Regions from separate parts of the Mus musculus genome. Here region 2 is linked to region 1. The links are chromatin contacts, called in public HiChIP or PLAC-seq maps. All regions are on one chromosome and are shown on one strand. Each heading gives the region's core, a stretch centred on a gene start, on an enhancer-like site or on the middle of the called end of the contact. The rest is flanking DNA. Distances are from core to core; before and after follow the strand shown.

Region 1 (7,002 bases), core at 3,070-5,569:
ATGTAAAGAGCCATGTTCAAACCTCACCTCATCCTGACAGCCCTTTCTCATCAGCTCCAAGACTTTATCTCTAAGATACATGGCAGACAACAGAGACAGAATTACGAGGCTTACATACCTCTTCTTGACAGGATCTCATGGTAGGCCATGCTGATCTTAAATTCGTACTAGCCAACCTTCCTACTCATCCTCCCAAGTCCTAGCTCACACATGAGCCACTCTGTCTGGCTGCTGCTTCTTTTTTTGTACGAGGGACGGAACCCTGGGCTTTGTACATGCTAGGCAGGCACTCTACACTGGACTGTATCTTTATCCCTTTGGTGGTAACTTCCTCTTGTGTTTATTAGTGTTTTGTCTACATGTATGTATGCACACCTTGTGGGTGCCTGGTGCTCACAATGACCAGATGACACTGGATGCCCTGGAACTGCAATTACAGTGATTACGAACGGCCATTTGGATGCCAGGAACCAAACCCAAGTTGTCTGCAAGGGTAACCATGCTCTTAACTGTTAAGCCATCTCTCCAATCCCAAATGTTAACTTTCTATCAGGTATGCAGTATAAGGGCTAAGTTACTTAATGATTTTCAGCCTATTTCTGCACCTGTCAAATGGGGACAATCTTAGGGTTCTGAGGAGTAAATGGGGAGATACAGACTGGTGAACAGCATGAGGCATGAAGCAAGTGCTTAGTAGCTGGTACCTCCCAACAGCAGCACACCCTTGAACTTAGCAAGAGCACCCACTATCTTATTATTTTTACATTTCTAACCTCCTGCTGCTTCAGAGCCTAACACTTTTCCAGGCAGAAGGCCTTCTCTTTCACTGCAGGCACAGGCACCTTAGGGAAGCTATGAAGGCAGCCCTGCACACTTGTACATGATAATGTCACATCCCTATACTACAAGTTTGGACATCTCTGGCATTCTCCTATATGAAGAAACAAGGTGTCCTTTAAAGTCCTTCCAGAAAATGTACTCACCAGGGAGCGGGTAGAGACGAACTTGGAGCAGGCGTACATTTTCAGGGGTGAGGGGCCGAGGCAGGAGGGCTGGAAATAAGCAGCAGCATTGTAAACACTTTGCTTTGCTACTTAAACTTCATCCTCACACCTGAGAAGGATCGCTAGGAAGCTTAATTAGCTCAGAGAGCCAAAATGACACCAGAATCCTGAAATCAAGTGACTTTCATGGCCTGGGCAAGTAAGTGACTTGCTCCCTGCTTAAAGAACCATGACCACTTCCACAGCCCACGGTTTGGGATTGTCAACGTAATTTCCCCAGCATCCCTTGCTTTCCTTTTCTTCTTCTAGGTTCAAAAGCATCCCTTCTCTGGTCTCAGTGTCTGGGCCTAGAAGCAGTCAGTGTACAGTGTACAGGCTCCAACCACCTGCAATCCTAGTACTCAGGAGGCAAGGGCAAAATTGCAGAAAGTTCCAGGCCAGCCTGAGCTACTGAGTAAGACCTTGTTTCAAGACAGAAAGAACTAGTATTCATTTTTATTGGGTAGAGTCTGGGGATTGTTAGGGCTAGAGCCCTAGACCTGAAGCACACTGGCCTAGTGCTGGCTGTATCTCCATCCCTACAGAATCCCTAAACTTCTGGGAGAGTTCTCAGAAGACTAAGTCACTGGAAGTTTTTCAACTATCTTTTTAGCATCTCACTCCTTAAAATACTGATTTCTACTTTAACAAGATACAGCCAATCAATGAGGGAAACCCTAGCATTAATCTAATAAGCATCAACTGTAAAATTTCACCACTCCATTAAGGGGTATTAAGTTTTGTGTCTTCAAGATCCAAAGGAAGAATATGTAAGGTAAAGGTTTAGGACAGTGTCTTCCTCAAGTGAAGCGAGAAGTCCACTTGAATCAGAATTATCTGAGGGAATATATATATATATATATGAAGTGACTGTCACTGGGCCAGCAGCATGGCTCAGAGGGTAAAACCATGTGCCCTATAAACCTGATAAAACAAGTTTGATTCTTGGAGCACATAGTGGAAGAAGTACTTCCAAGAGCTTTCTTCTGATCTCCACAGGCACATGTGCACCTGCACATTCACACACATAAAATAATTTAGGACATTTTTAGATTTGTATGTATGTTTTGTCCGCATGCACACCTAGTGCCCAAGAAGGTAGGTCAGAGCTGGCACTGAACTCCCTAGAGATGGTTATGAACCATCACACCGGTGCTGGGAACCAAACTTGGGGCCTCTGGAACAGCAGCAGTTGCTCTTAACTTCTGAGCCATCTCTCCAGTCCCTAAACACAAGATCTCTGGTGCCAATATTTTAAACAACTTTTCCAATCATTTTATATTTAAGGTATACAATGGTATGGCCTCAACAACACTAACAGGTTGTCAGTGAGAGAGAAAGGACTGTAACTCTGTAATTTCACTCAGAGGGAGGCCACACTGGAGGTAGAACCTAGGACCTTAGTGCAATCTAGGTAACGTGTCCTACCACCAAGCTACGTCCCCTGCTTTTTCTCTCTGAAGTTTGAATAGCCCATAAACTAAGATGCTCAAAGTATAGGCCTGTTAAACACTACTCCCTTAAGTACACTGGACGCAACCTGTCCAAGGCAGATATGCTACTTGTAAATCCTGAATTTTACTTTTAGACCAATGTTTGTCTTCAGGCTGGCTCTATCTAAAACTTTACTTTTTGCTGGATTCGGTGGAACACATCTATCATCCCAGCACTCAGAAGGCAGAGAGGCAGACAGAGCTCTGTGAATTCTTGGCTACACAGTGCGACCCTGTAACAAACTCCTCCCTTTTGTCTTTATGCAACCTAAACCCAGATTTGATGCCCACCTACTCAGGTTTAATTGAGTCGAAACCCAGTACTTCTTTAAAACTTTTGCAATAGAGGCTTAAGCTGGGTTGATGGCTTAGATGATGGTGCCTGCCACACCCCGTGCGCTGGGTACCTATGGAAGCAGGTGGCCTGAAGCTGACTGGCTTGCAATCAGAGTCGATGAGCTTCAGGTCAGTAAGACATCCTGTCTCGAAAGGTGAGGGTGGAGTGGAAATGCCCCCCACATTAACCTCTCAGCATGCATGCATACATGTCACCATACACGTGAATAAAGGGAGGTCTGAAGTTAGGCATGGTGGTATGTGCAAGTGATCCTAGCACTGGGGAGGCTGATGCAGAAGGATCATAAATTTGAGGTAAACGTGGGTTAGAGTCAAGAAGCCAAAATAAAATGGAAGACGTTTTTCCAAAAACAAGTTTTAACATGGTAACTTATAAAATGTAGTTCTGGCAATACTCTAATTACTGCCCAACCCACTGCTTGCTTGCAGAGAACTCAGTAAACAATTCTTAAAAAAAAAAAAAAGTAGGGGAATTAAATTTAATAGTTTACAAACATATGGAATAGTATAATCTGTTGCTGGTGTGTAATAAACCCAAGCGTATCATTCGGCGAGCCCTTCCAGTGGTCACTTAATATGGGCAAGCCCACACCAGAGCAATGAAACCCTCCACAATGAGAATTCCCCACTTAACCATTCCGTTCCTTAAACCTTCCCACTAGCTGGCAGGTATAAATTCTAAAGCTCGTATTGCTCCCATCTTCTGGGCTTGCTGCCTAACAGAAACCTCCATTTCCACCATTTAAGATTTTATTTCTAACTTCATTAGTATGTCAGGGCCTTCATTAGAGGCAACCAGTTTCTAAGGGAACAGGCCTCGCTCAGGCCTCACTCCTGCCACCTGTGCACAGGCCGGTTAGCCTGTTCTGTTACTCTCTACCACGTTCAGTTTATTTCAAACTGAAGGATGCTGACTAGGGAGATGATGGCTTTGGACGGTGAACTAGCTTGACTGCGCCAGAGGTCCTGAGGTTCAAAGTCTGCAAGCTTCAAAAAAATAAAAAATAAAGGCTATTTTGATTCAGGATGACAAGGGGAGGCAAAGGTAGGAGGGGAGAGTCTGGGGTCATGACAATGGTGAAAGGCGTGTGGGTGAGCGAAGAGCACCCATAAAAGCCTTGGTTCGCGCCCGGAGAGAACACGCTCGCCAGCATCTGCCTTTCGCCGGCCGCAGAGCCCCCAACCCCCGTGAGACACCCAAGATGGCGCCAGGCCCGCGCGGTTAGAGGTCATCGGCACGAGGAAGGGGTAGCCCTCCGCGTGGGGATGCCGGGACCGCGAGGGCTCAGGGACCCGCGTGGGAGCTAGCAAGGTCAGGGCGGCCACGCGTCCTCGCAAGGGGTACTGCTGCGCGCGCCTGCGCGGCACGAAGAGGACGCGAGGCCTCAAGGCCTTACCTGCTCCCAGGGCAGAGAAGACAGAGAGGGGCGGGGGCGCGGGAAGCGCGAGGGAAGGCTCTGCGCATGCGCGGCCGGAGCCAACGAGTCGCTTTTCTCCATGGATAGAGTGGACACAAGCTAGAGGATCGGCCGGGACGCCACAGCTCCCTCTGCCAGGTTGGTGGTGTCTTGGGGGACAAGCACTCCACCTGGCGTCCAACAGGAGAAACTGCAAAAGGAGCCCACCGTGCACGGAAGAGCCGCCAACTCTTGCTGATCTGCAACGTGGTGGAACTGTGGACTGCACAGCATTTTTGGAGTCTTGGACTCGAGTCCCCTTTCCGAGCATGCGCAAAGTTAAGGAAAAAAAAAAAAACCAAAAAACACCCTACCCAGTCTACTCGGAAATTGTTTATAGCATACAGTAGGGATTGGGGTTCAGTGCCTAAAATGTAGCAGGGGAAAATAAAATCACAGAACTCTTGGCTTCTTGTCACCCTCAGGACACTGGCAACGTTGGGTGGGAGATGGGAACTGGCCCAATGCTATTAGCAAAATGCCATGGCAGTTTCTGCTTTAACTTATTTTTATTTTTGTTTTCCCTATCTCGTTGATGAGCAAAGCATGAAAAAAACCCAGCATCTTCGAGTCATAAGACTGGGGGGGTAAACAAGGCCTGATTCTCCCTTTTGTGAGTCCTGGGATCAATTAGGGATAACCGCACCTGTGGCCTGCAGTAGGGGTGCGAAGTCACCCCAGGCGACCAGTTTACCTCCTGTCGGACTTGCTGGGGGGCGAGCTGGAATAAGTAGTCGCCTGCGAGGTGCTCTCCCCAAGCAAGCCCCTACTTTTCTTCACTGCCCTTTCGCCCGTCCCTCCCCCAGTGGCGGTGGGCGGGGGCTTTCCTGCGCTAGTCCTGGAGCAGGCCTTTGTGTACACGCAGGAACGCACGAGCCTAGCAGACGGCTGCAAGGCTGACCCAGCCCCTTAGCCCGGCTGTCCGGTTAGGGTGCTTGGACGCAGCGCGAGAAAGACGGGAAGAGCTCACCAAACCCCCATAAAAAAATAAAAAGAAAGCCGCGGCTGTAAATAAAGGCAAATCCGCCACCCTCTGAGGGGCCGTTTGTCCTCCCCTCCTTGGCCCCGTCCTTCCCGCCACCCCCTCCCGGCCCCCGGCCCCGCGGCGCCCCGGCCCCAAGCTCCTCCATTTAATCGGATTTGGGAGAAGGGGAGGATAAATCACGGCAGCAGCTTTACGGTCCCGGAGGAGAGGCGAGCCGCAGCCAGGCACACCCCGGCCGGCGATAAAAACCGCCGCTGAAAGCCCACGGAGCAATTTCCCGGGACCCCGAGCGACGCCATTACAGGAATGTAATTTTGCCCGGATGAGGCCCCGAGTTTAATTATCCTCGCGGAGGAATTTCAATGCGGCCAATCCATCTTGCAGGCGGGCGGCAGAGGGATTTATATGGGCCCGTTATTTCACACCGATCCTCCATCTGCATTTTTATGGCCCTGAGCTCCTGAAAGGGAGGGAAAGTGTGGGGAGAAATGGAAGAAGAGGGTGGAGGACTCCCCGCCTTTCCTAAACCTTGGATTTCAGCTGGATTAGGATGCTCGCAGGTTCTCCTGAGGTCCCCAAATCTCCCTCCAGTGCCAGTTGTTGACCTGGGCAGGGGCAGAACCGGGATCTTTAGGAAGCAACAGGTATTTTTCCAAGTACTAAGCAGTGTGAGATGCCGTGTGAGAAAAGGCAAACCCGCCACCCTCTGAGGGGCCCAGGCTAGCAGGGCTTAGGAGTTGGTCCCTTGAGGTTCCCTGAACACCCCGCTCCGCCAAAAACTGAATTCTTTGTAGCTCTTAGTTTCATACCCTAAGAGGCACAATCTATAGTTCTTAGGAGCTGCCGCCACCAAATGGTGTTGCAGCTGTTGGTTGCGACAATTTAGAGATCTCGTATATATATCGCTAACAAAATCCCGGAGGAGGATGAATCAGAGAAAGGGCCTGTGAGGAGCTAACCCTGGCTTCTCCTAAAAGTTACTGCAGAGTCTGATAATTCCCTGGCCCGAGTGGTAGGATTTAGTTAGACAAACCTGAGTTCCCAAATCACATGTGACCTTGGGCAAGTTATTTAACCCTTTTAAGTCATTTTTCCCCTCTCCTTTTAAAATTGGGTATAATAACAGCGCTTACCCTGCAGCCTATATTGAGATAATAATGTACATGAAGCTTTTAGCAGAGGGCTTGGTACTCAGTAAAAGTTCAATAATCGCCATAATCATTATCGTTAGTATTATAGTTACGATCACTGCAATTTAATTCTGTCATGCTCCCGTGAGACTGTTTATTGTGAAGGGTCCTTGCACGGTTATCTCCTGAAAGAGATTCAAATATTACAAAACTTTTTCAATCACATAAATCATGCAAAACCAGTTAGTTGACATAGTGATGGGTAATCTGTGAAGCTGAAAATCCTGAGGGCTTCTGCAACAAGGTTTAAAGCAGGAAATTAGACAATAAGAGAGCAGGGGCATGCCAAAAAACTGAATTGAGGCACGTGAGGGAGTGGGGTCTAGGGATATTCTTAACCCTGGGCTTGGGAAGGGTCCTTCTCTCAACAACTAGGGAACCTGCGGTCCTGGGAGGAAAGGGTGTGGAGCGAGAACCATCCCTTCCAATCAGTCCCGGTCTCTTCCGGACCAGGCCATGTAACAAGGTTGGTCTGAT
Region 2 (7,002 bases), core at 1,470-3,969, 550 kb after region 1:
ATATACTATATATATACCACAGTATACTATATAATATATTCTTTAATATATAGTATAGTATATGCTACATAGTATATACTATAATATATATTATACTATGTACCATATTATATGTACTATATAATATATAGTATATGCATGGCATATGTATAGTGTGTGTGTGTATATACACACTAAACATATATGTATACATAGTACACATAGTAGAAGGAAGAGTATCTGCCAGTTCCCAAAGTGTGTCTTTTGTACACACAGTGTACAGTGTTTGGATGCCTGCATGCCATAGTGTGCATATGGAGAGCAAAAGACACACTTTGGGAACTGGCAGATACTCTTCCTTCTACTATGTGAGTTACAGACATTGAACACAGATCAGGCTTGACAGCAAGCACCTTTACTTACCAAGCCATTTCCCCAGTCAATGTAGCAGTGTTCTGCTACCAACACTCAGAAGGTAAAAAGAGAATTGTCACAAGTTGGAGGCCATCTGAGCTACAATAAGACTAACATAAAAACAAAATGAGGTCTGGAGACATGGCTCACTTGGTAGAGCTTGCTGCTCTTCCAGAGGACTCTCAGCATCCATGTTAAGTGGCTGACAACTATTTGTAATTTCATCTTAAGGGGATCTGATGTCTTCTTCTGGTTTCTATGTGCACCCCCATGTGTACTGCATATGTGCATGCACAGGCACGCACATGCACACAAATACACACCAAAAAACAAAACTAAACCAAAATCCCAAGACTGTTTTTGTTTTTCTTTTTTTGTTTGTTTGTTTTTTCAAGACAGGGTTTCTCTGTATAGCCCTGGCTGTCCTGGAACTCACTTTGTAGACCAGGCTGTCCTGGAACTCAGAAATCCGCCTGCCTCTGCCTCTGCCTCTGCCTCCGAGTGCTGGGATCAAAGGCGTGTGCCACCCCGGCAAGACTGTTTTTTGAGACAGGTTCTGAATAGCTCTGGCTGTCCTGGAACTCACTTGTAGACCAGGCTAGCCTCAAACTCAAGAGATCCACCTGCCTCTGCTTCCCCAGTGCTGGGATTAGAGGTGTATATCACTATGCCTGGCCTCATCTTTTCTTTAATTAAAGAATATGAAAATATAACCAGAGAAAATCAAATATGGTCAAAGTAGTAATTTGCCAGGTACAATTGCTCTTGAGCAAATAACCTTTATATTAAACCTCAGCATTACTGAAATGAACAAATAGCTGGGAGCAGCGGCAAAGGCCTATAATCCCAGCACTTGAAAAGGTAGAGAGGTAGGGGCAGGTAGATTCACTGTTAATAGCCAACCTGGTTTACACAGTGAATTTCAGGCCAGCCAGATCTACATAGCAAGATCTTGTTTCAAACAAAACAAAACAAACAAACAAACAAACAAGCAAGGACTACATAGATAGCTCAGCACTGAAGAACACTGGCTGCTCTTCCAGAGTACCAGGATTGATCCCTAGCACCCATTGGTGGCTTTACAACTGTTTGTAACTCTAATCCCAGAGGATTTGACAACCTCTGGGTTTGACTTCTGCTAGTACAATGGACCTGGAGTACACAGACATACACACAAAATAAAAATAACTAAAAAACAGAGTAATAATCTTCATGGCCTACATACTAGGGAAATGGCTGGATTTATATTAAGAGCTATATTATGGGGAGCAATTGAGATGGCTCAGCTTGCTATGCAAGCCTGATGATGACCCAAGTTTGATCCCTGGATCCCACAAAAGTGGAAAAGAGAACATTGACACTACAAGCTTGTCTTCTGACCTCTATTCCTTGCCATGGTGTGAATACTCCACTACAGAGTATGCTCATGTGTATGTGTGCATGCACAAAACAACAAAAGTAAATTCAACAAAGGACAACATATTCTTGTTATTTACCTTTATCCTTATAAAACTCTAGGAAATAAAAAGGTTCAGATCTACTAACTGTTTATCTGTAAGAGCAGCCTGAAGGGCATGTGAACCAAGGCCCCTTTCTCTATGGGAAATGGGTTTTGTAACAGCTGACAAATCAAATTGGGCCTGATGCCAGGAGTCAGAGTCCAACCATAATATACTTTAAAGAATGGCATACAACTGTCTTATAAATCTCTTGGACGGTCACAGATCAGAAGCTGGCAAGGATGACGACATAGTTCTGATGGAATGTGTCTTATCTTAACCTTGAAGTTACAGATCTGCTCAGGAGCTGCAGTTAGAAATGAGAAATGCACTCAGACATGGGAGGGGACATAATTCTCTTTTAGACAGTGCAACCCAGTGTATTAGGGTCAAATGAAACACAAAGCCAGACGGACAATTTAAGGCTAGTCCCTGTACCAGATAAAGCATCGGGACTGGTGGATCAAGCTGAGCCTGGGAAGGAGAAGCATTCCAGTATTAGAAATGAGATACAGCCGGCAGGATGATGGAGCGATTACAGCAGAATCCTGATACTATGGCAGAAGAAAAGAGGACAAGCAACCGTATCCTTATGGAAATCTTCATGGGAAGGACTGAGGAACTTCTCAGGTTTCTAGAGAGCCTTTTCAAGCAAAACAGCTTTCAGTCTTCTCTTAAATACTAATGGAGTATATACCATAGATTGCAGCAATTAGAACCCATAGGGCTAAGAAAAGACTGGTACCAACAGACCTTCCTATAAGTGACATAAGGCAAATTCACCCTATAGGCTCCTCAGCCAGAGATGTGGACAGAAATCAGTCTTGGGAAAGCAAGAAAGAACTTTGTGGTCAGGCTGAGTCAAACCCACATTCCAAACCACTGACAAGGGATTATTTAAAGGTTGAATCTTCAAAATACAAGATATGTGTGTGTGTGTGTGTGTGTGTGTGTGTGTAGGGGGGTGTTGCAGAAAGAAGAGAAGGGATGACACACACCTTTAATTCGAACACTGGGAAGGTAGAAGCAGACCCATCACTGTGATTTCCAGAACAGCCAGAGCTACACAAAGAAAAAAAAAGGGGGGGGGGGGGGGGAGAGGACACAAAATTCTAGAGTAAAGAAATCTGCTGGTCCCTATCAATCCAGAATAATAGGTATAATGGCTAACTGTTAGCATTAAGCAATTACTGAGCCAAACTCTCCACAAAGTCCCTGCTCAGCTCTAGTCTTCTTAAAGGAGCATGGCATAGCAGGCACATTATTTTTTTCATTGCCAATTAAAGAAACAAAGCAATATGGATAACTAACTGGTGAATACTTCACTGAATTACCAAATTATTTGGTTGTAGTATCCAGATGCATAATCAATGAATTCTCTATTTTTGGATCACAATAAGAATCTGTAAGCTGGCTGGTAAGATGGCTCAGTGGGTAAGAGCACCCGACTGCTCTTCCGAAGGTCAGGAGTTCAAATCCCAGTAACCACATGGTGGCTCACAACCATCTGTAATGAGATCTGACTCCCTCTTCTGGAGTGTCTGAGGACAGCTACAGTGTACTTACATATAATAAATAAATAAATCTTTAAAAAAAAAAAAAAAAAAGAATCTGTAAGCCACAACTAATGGTGTACACCTTTTATCCCAGCGCTCAGGAGGCAGAGGCAGGTGAGTCTCTGTAAGTTTAAGACCAGTTTGGCTTACTTTGTTTTTTGTTTTTTTGTTGTTTTTTTTTTTCAGTTTTTCGAGCCAGGTTTCTCTGTATAGCCCTGGCTTTCCTGGAACTCACTTTGTAGACCAGGCTGGCCCCGAACTCAGAAATCTGCCTGCCTCTGTCTCCAAGTGCTGGGATCAAAGGCGTCCACCACCACACCCGGCTAAAGATTTATTTATTTATTTATTTATTTTTATATAAGTACACCATTGCTGTCTTCAGACACTCAAGAATAGGGCATTGGATCCCATTACAGATGGTCGTGAGCCACCATGTGGTTGCTAGGAATTGAACTCAGGACCTCTGCAAGAATAGTCGGTGTTCTTAACCTCTGAGCCATCTCTCCAGCCCCAAACCAGACTTCCAGGAAACAGCCAGGCTTGTTACACAGAGAAACCTTGTCTTGAAACAAAAAAACAAAACAAAACAAAACGGCAGCAAAAATTCTCCAGATAGCAAGCTCTAGCTAAAGAGAAGGGAAGGGAAAAACGTGCAAATCTCCCTCTTATCACACAAAATATGCCATTGATCAAAAGCTTCAGATGGCCCAAGGTTCCTCCCCTTTATATACAGTCAAGTATGTTGTCCTTCAATTTACAGTAATCTTCCTGCCTCTGCCTCCCTAGTTCTGGGATTACTGGCACATACCACTATACTCAAAGAGAAATCGAAATTTCTTCTCTAAAACCCTTGAGGGAAGACACCAGTTCAGGGTAGCTGGGCATGGTAGTGTGTGCCTATAGTCCTCCTGTACTTCTCTGGACGGGGAAGCACAAGAGCAGCATAAGCAAGAGGCTAGCTGGGCTATAGTATAAAAAAGACTAAAACTAAAACAAACTCTGCAGGTGATGGGAAGCTTCAATTGTTAGCAACAGTCCTAACTTCTAGGAGTGTTCTATACAGTCACAGCAAATAAACAGACACAAACAGTCAAACTTACAGAACCACTTTAATCTGCTCATGTTTTTTGTTCTTTATGCATATTTAAGTACCAATGATCTTAAGTATGTAACACAAACATCATAAAGACATTTTCTTGCACTGGATTTATAATTTCTAAAGTTTGGTCATGTGGCATTTTAACAAGAACATAGCACAGCTGCACACTATGGCTGACCAGGTTGTCCCAGTTTTTGTTACATGGACTGGTAATTATCACCCACTTACACCGGAAGCATATGAACACCCAAAGTAGAAGTCAAAAGCTTTTAAAATGTCCAAGTAAGAGACTGAATTAGAAAAGAGTTGAGGAGGATTAACTGTGGCCAATAACAGCACTATCATTAACAAGCCACATACAGGAAACACAAACTTTATTACTCTACAGAGTAATACAGAAAAGTGCCCTCCCTGAGGCTAGCAGTACAATTCATCCTTTAAAAACCAGACTAAACATAAGTGGATGCTCAGTCAGCTATTGGATGGATCACAGGGCCCCCAATGGAGGAGCTAGAGAAAGCAACCAAGGAGTAAAGAGATCTGCAACCCTGTAGGTGCAACAACATTATGAACTAACCAGTACCCCGGAGCTCTTGACTCTAGCTGCATATGTATCAAAAGATGGCCTAGTAAGCCATCACTGGAAAGAGAGGCCCATTGGACACGCAAACGTTCCCCAGTACAGGGGAAAGTCAGAGCCAAAAAGTGGGAATGGGTGGGTAGGGGAGTGGGGGGGGGGGGCGGGTATGGGGGACTTTTGGGATAGCATTGGAAATGTAATTGAGGAAAATACATAATAAAAAAAATTAAAAAAAAAAAACAGACTAAGCAGCTGAGGGTGGAGCCTGTAGTAAAGGGAATGGGTTTTTGTTGTTGTTATTTGTTTATTATGTATACAGCATTCTTCCTGCATGCATACCTGCAGGCCAAAAGAGGGCACCAGATCCCATTACAGATGGTTGTGAGCCACTATACGGTTGCTAGGAATTGAATCCGGGACCTCTTGAAGTGCCCTTAACCTCTGTGCCATCTCAAAGCCTGTAAAGGGAATGTTTAATGTGCAAAGTTCTAAGCTCAATTACTAGACTATCTCCCCAAAATGAAACACTAATTGTTTCCACCAACTAATAACTGCATTGAGGCTGGGTACTATGGATTCTATAAAGCCTACTGCTACAATCAACAAAAGAGCAAAGAATCTTTATTTGAGCCGGGCGTGGTGTCGCACGCCTTTGATCCCAGCACTTCCAGAGGCAGAGAGGCAGAGGCAGAGAGGCAGAGGCAGGTGGATTTCTGAGTTCGAGGCCAGCCTGGTCTACAGAGTGAGTTCCAGGACAGCCAGGACTACACAGAGAAACCCTGGCTCGAAAGCCAAAAAAAAAAAAAAAAAAAAGAAAAGAAAGAAAGAAAGAAAGAAAGAAAGAAAGAAAGAAAGAAAGAAAAAGAATCTTTATTTGATTTTTGTTTTTGAGTCAAGGCCTCATTCTGACTAGTACCTTAGATGGACAATCTTCCTGCCTGTTTCCAGAGCACTGGGATTATAGGTGTTACCCAGTTTCCCTTTCTTTTAGATTATGTCACAGACCTTGTTAAAGGCCACTCTATAATTCCATTTGGATGTTTATGCCCCCTCCCCAACTCTGACCTTTCTTTAAAATACAGAGTACTACAATGTAGCTCTGGCTGGCCCAGAAAGCAATGACAGATTCCCTGTATGTACTTCCCTAGTCTGGGGACTAAAGGGGTGTGCTAACATACCCAGTTGACCATTCTCCCAAACAAAGGAGAGTTGGAAATTAATAAAGATGGATTAAGTCAGGTGGTGGTGGAACCTGAGAGGCAAAGCAGGTGGATCTCTGTGAGTTCGAGGACAGCCAGGGCTACACAGAGAAGTCCTGTCTCAAAAACAAACAAACAAACAAACAACAACAACAAAAAAAAAAAAAAGGAGGAAAGAATGAAAGAAAGAACGAGAAGGGGCAAGCAAGCAGCACAGGAAGGCATGAGTAAGACATTGCCAAGATTGGGCATGGGTTTCTCAAGAGAAAGTGGCCCTGACTAATATTATTTTATATAAATTAATGTGGACTACAGAACTCAATTCTCAGTACTGTTTGACATGTCAGTCTGATAAATTGGTATGTCTAGCAACTGCACACAAATTCTTATATCTCAAAATGAGGCTATTAGAATGTTTGTCCCTCTCCCATTAAAATCTACTGAATTTCTCCTCTTAAATTGTCATAAAGTTTAGTTAAGGCACTGGCAGATTAACCAGTATGGCACTGGGCACATACTATATACCCAACTGTTCCACGACTTATAAGAAAGTAAAACTTGGCATCAATCTTGGGAAATGTTTTCCAGAGGGTGCTTCCTAACAACTCCACCACCTCTGGAGTGTGCTGAACTCATCTTAAGACCCCACTCTCAAGTGTATTAACCTCATCCTCAC

The links. HiChIP or PLAC-seq counts read pairs in DNA pulled down with a chosen protein or histone mark.
Region 2: a contact with region 1 is called in an H3K27ac HiChIP or PLAC-seq map of extraembryonic endoderm stem cells. The contact joins the enhancer-like site here to the promoter of Atp5g2 in region 1. A contact is called at or near these places in 5 of 39 promoter capture datasets (the C10 cell line, cranial neural crest, hippocampal neurons and 1 more), 1 of 15 datasets of contacts at CTCF or cohesin (the NIH/3T3 cell line), 2 of 484 Hi-C or Micro-C datasets (embryonic stem cells and forebrain), 10 of 115 datasets of contacts at active chromatin or transcription factors (craniofacial prominence, embryonic basal ganglia, embryonic stem cells and 4 more) and 2 of 9 other capture datasets (adipose tissue and embryonic stem cells).

What each region holds. Positions count from the first base shown.
Region 1 is chr15:102,666,728-102,673,729 of GRCm38.p6, forward strand. Atp5g2 (ATP synthase, H+ transporting, mitochondrial F0 complex, subunit C2 (subunit 9)) reads right to left here and starts at 4,320. Exons shown (of 5, transcript NM_026468.2): 1 at 4,291-4,320; 2 at 984-1,052. The coding sequence starts at 1,022. Mir688 (microRNA 688) reads right to left here and starts at 5,139; the gene lies at 5,065-5,139.
Region 2 is chr15:103,218,847-103,225,848 of GRCm38.p6, forward strand. All of the region lies in intron 1 of Cbx5 (chromobox 5), which reads right to left. Among named protein-coding and RNA genes, the nearest start is that of Cbx5, 18 kb to the right of the region's middle. Within about 2 kb of position 2,720, at least 84 of the 459 cell types and tissues checked have an H3K27ac peak or open chromatin away from gene starts, as enhancers often do. A contact at or near this core is called in the NIH/3T3 cell line, extraembryonic endoderm stem cells and trophoblast stem cells, where this site is marked.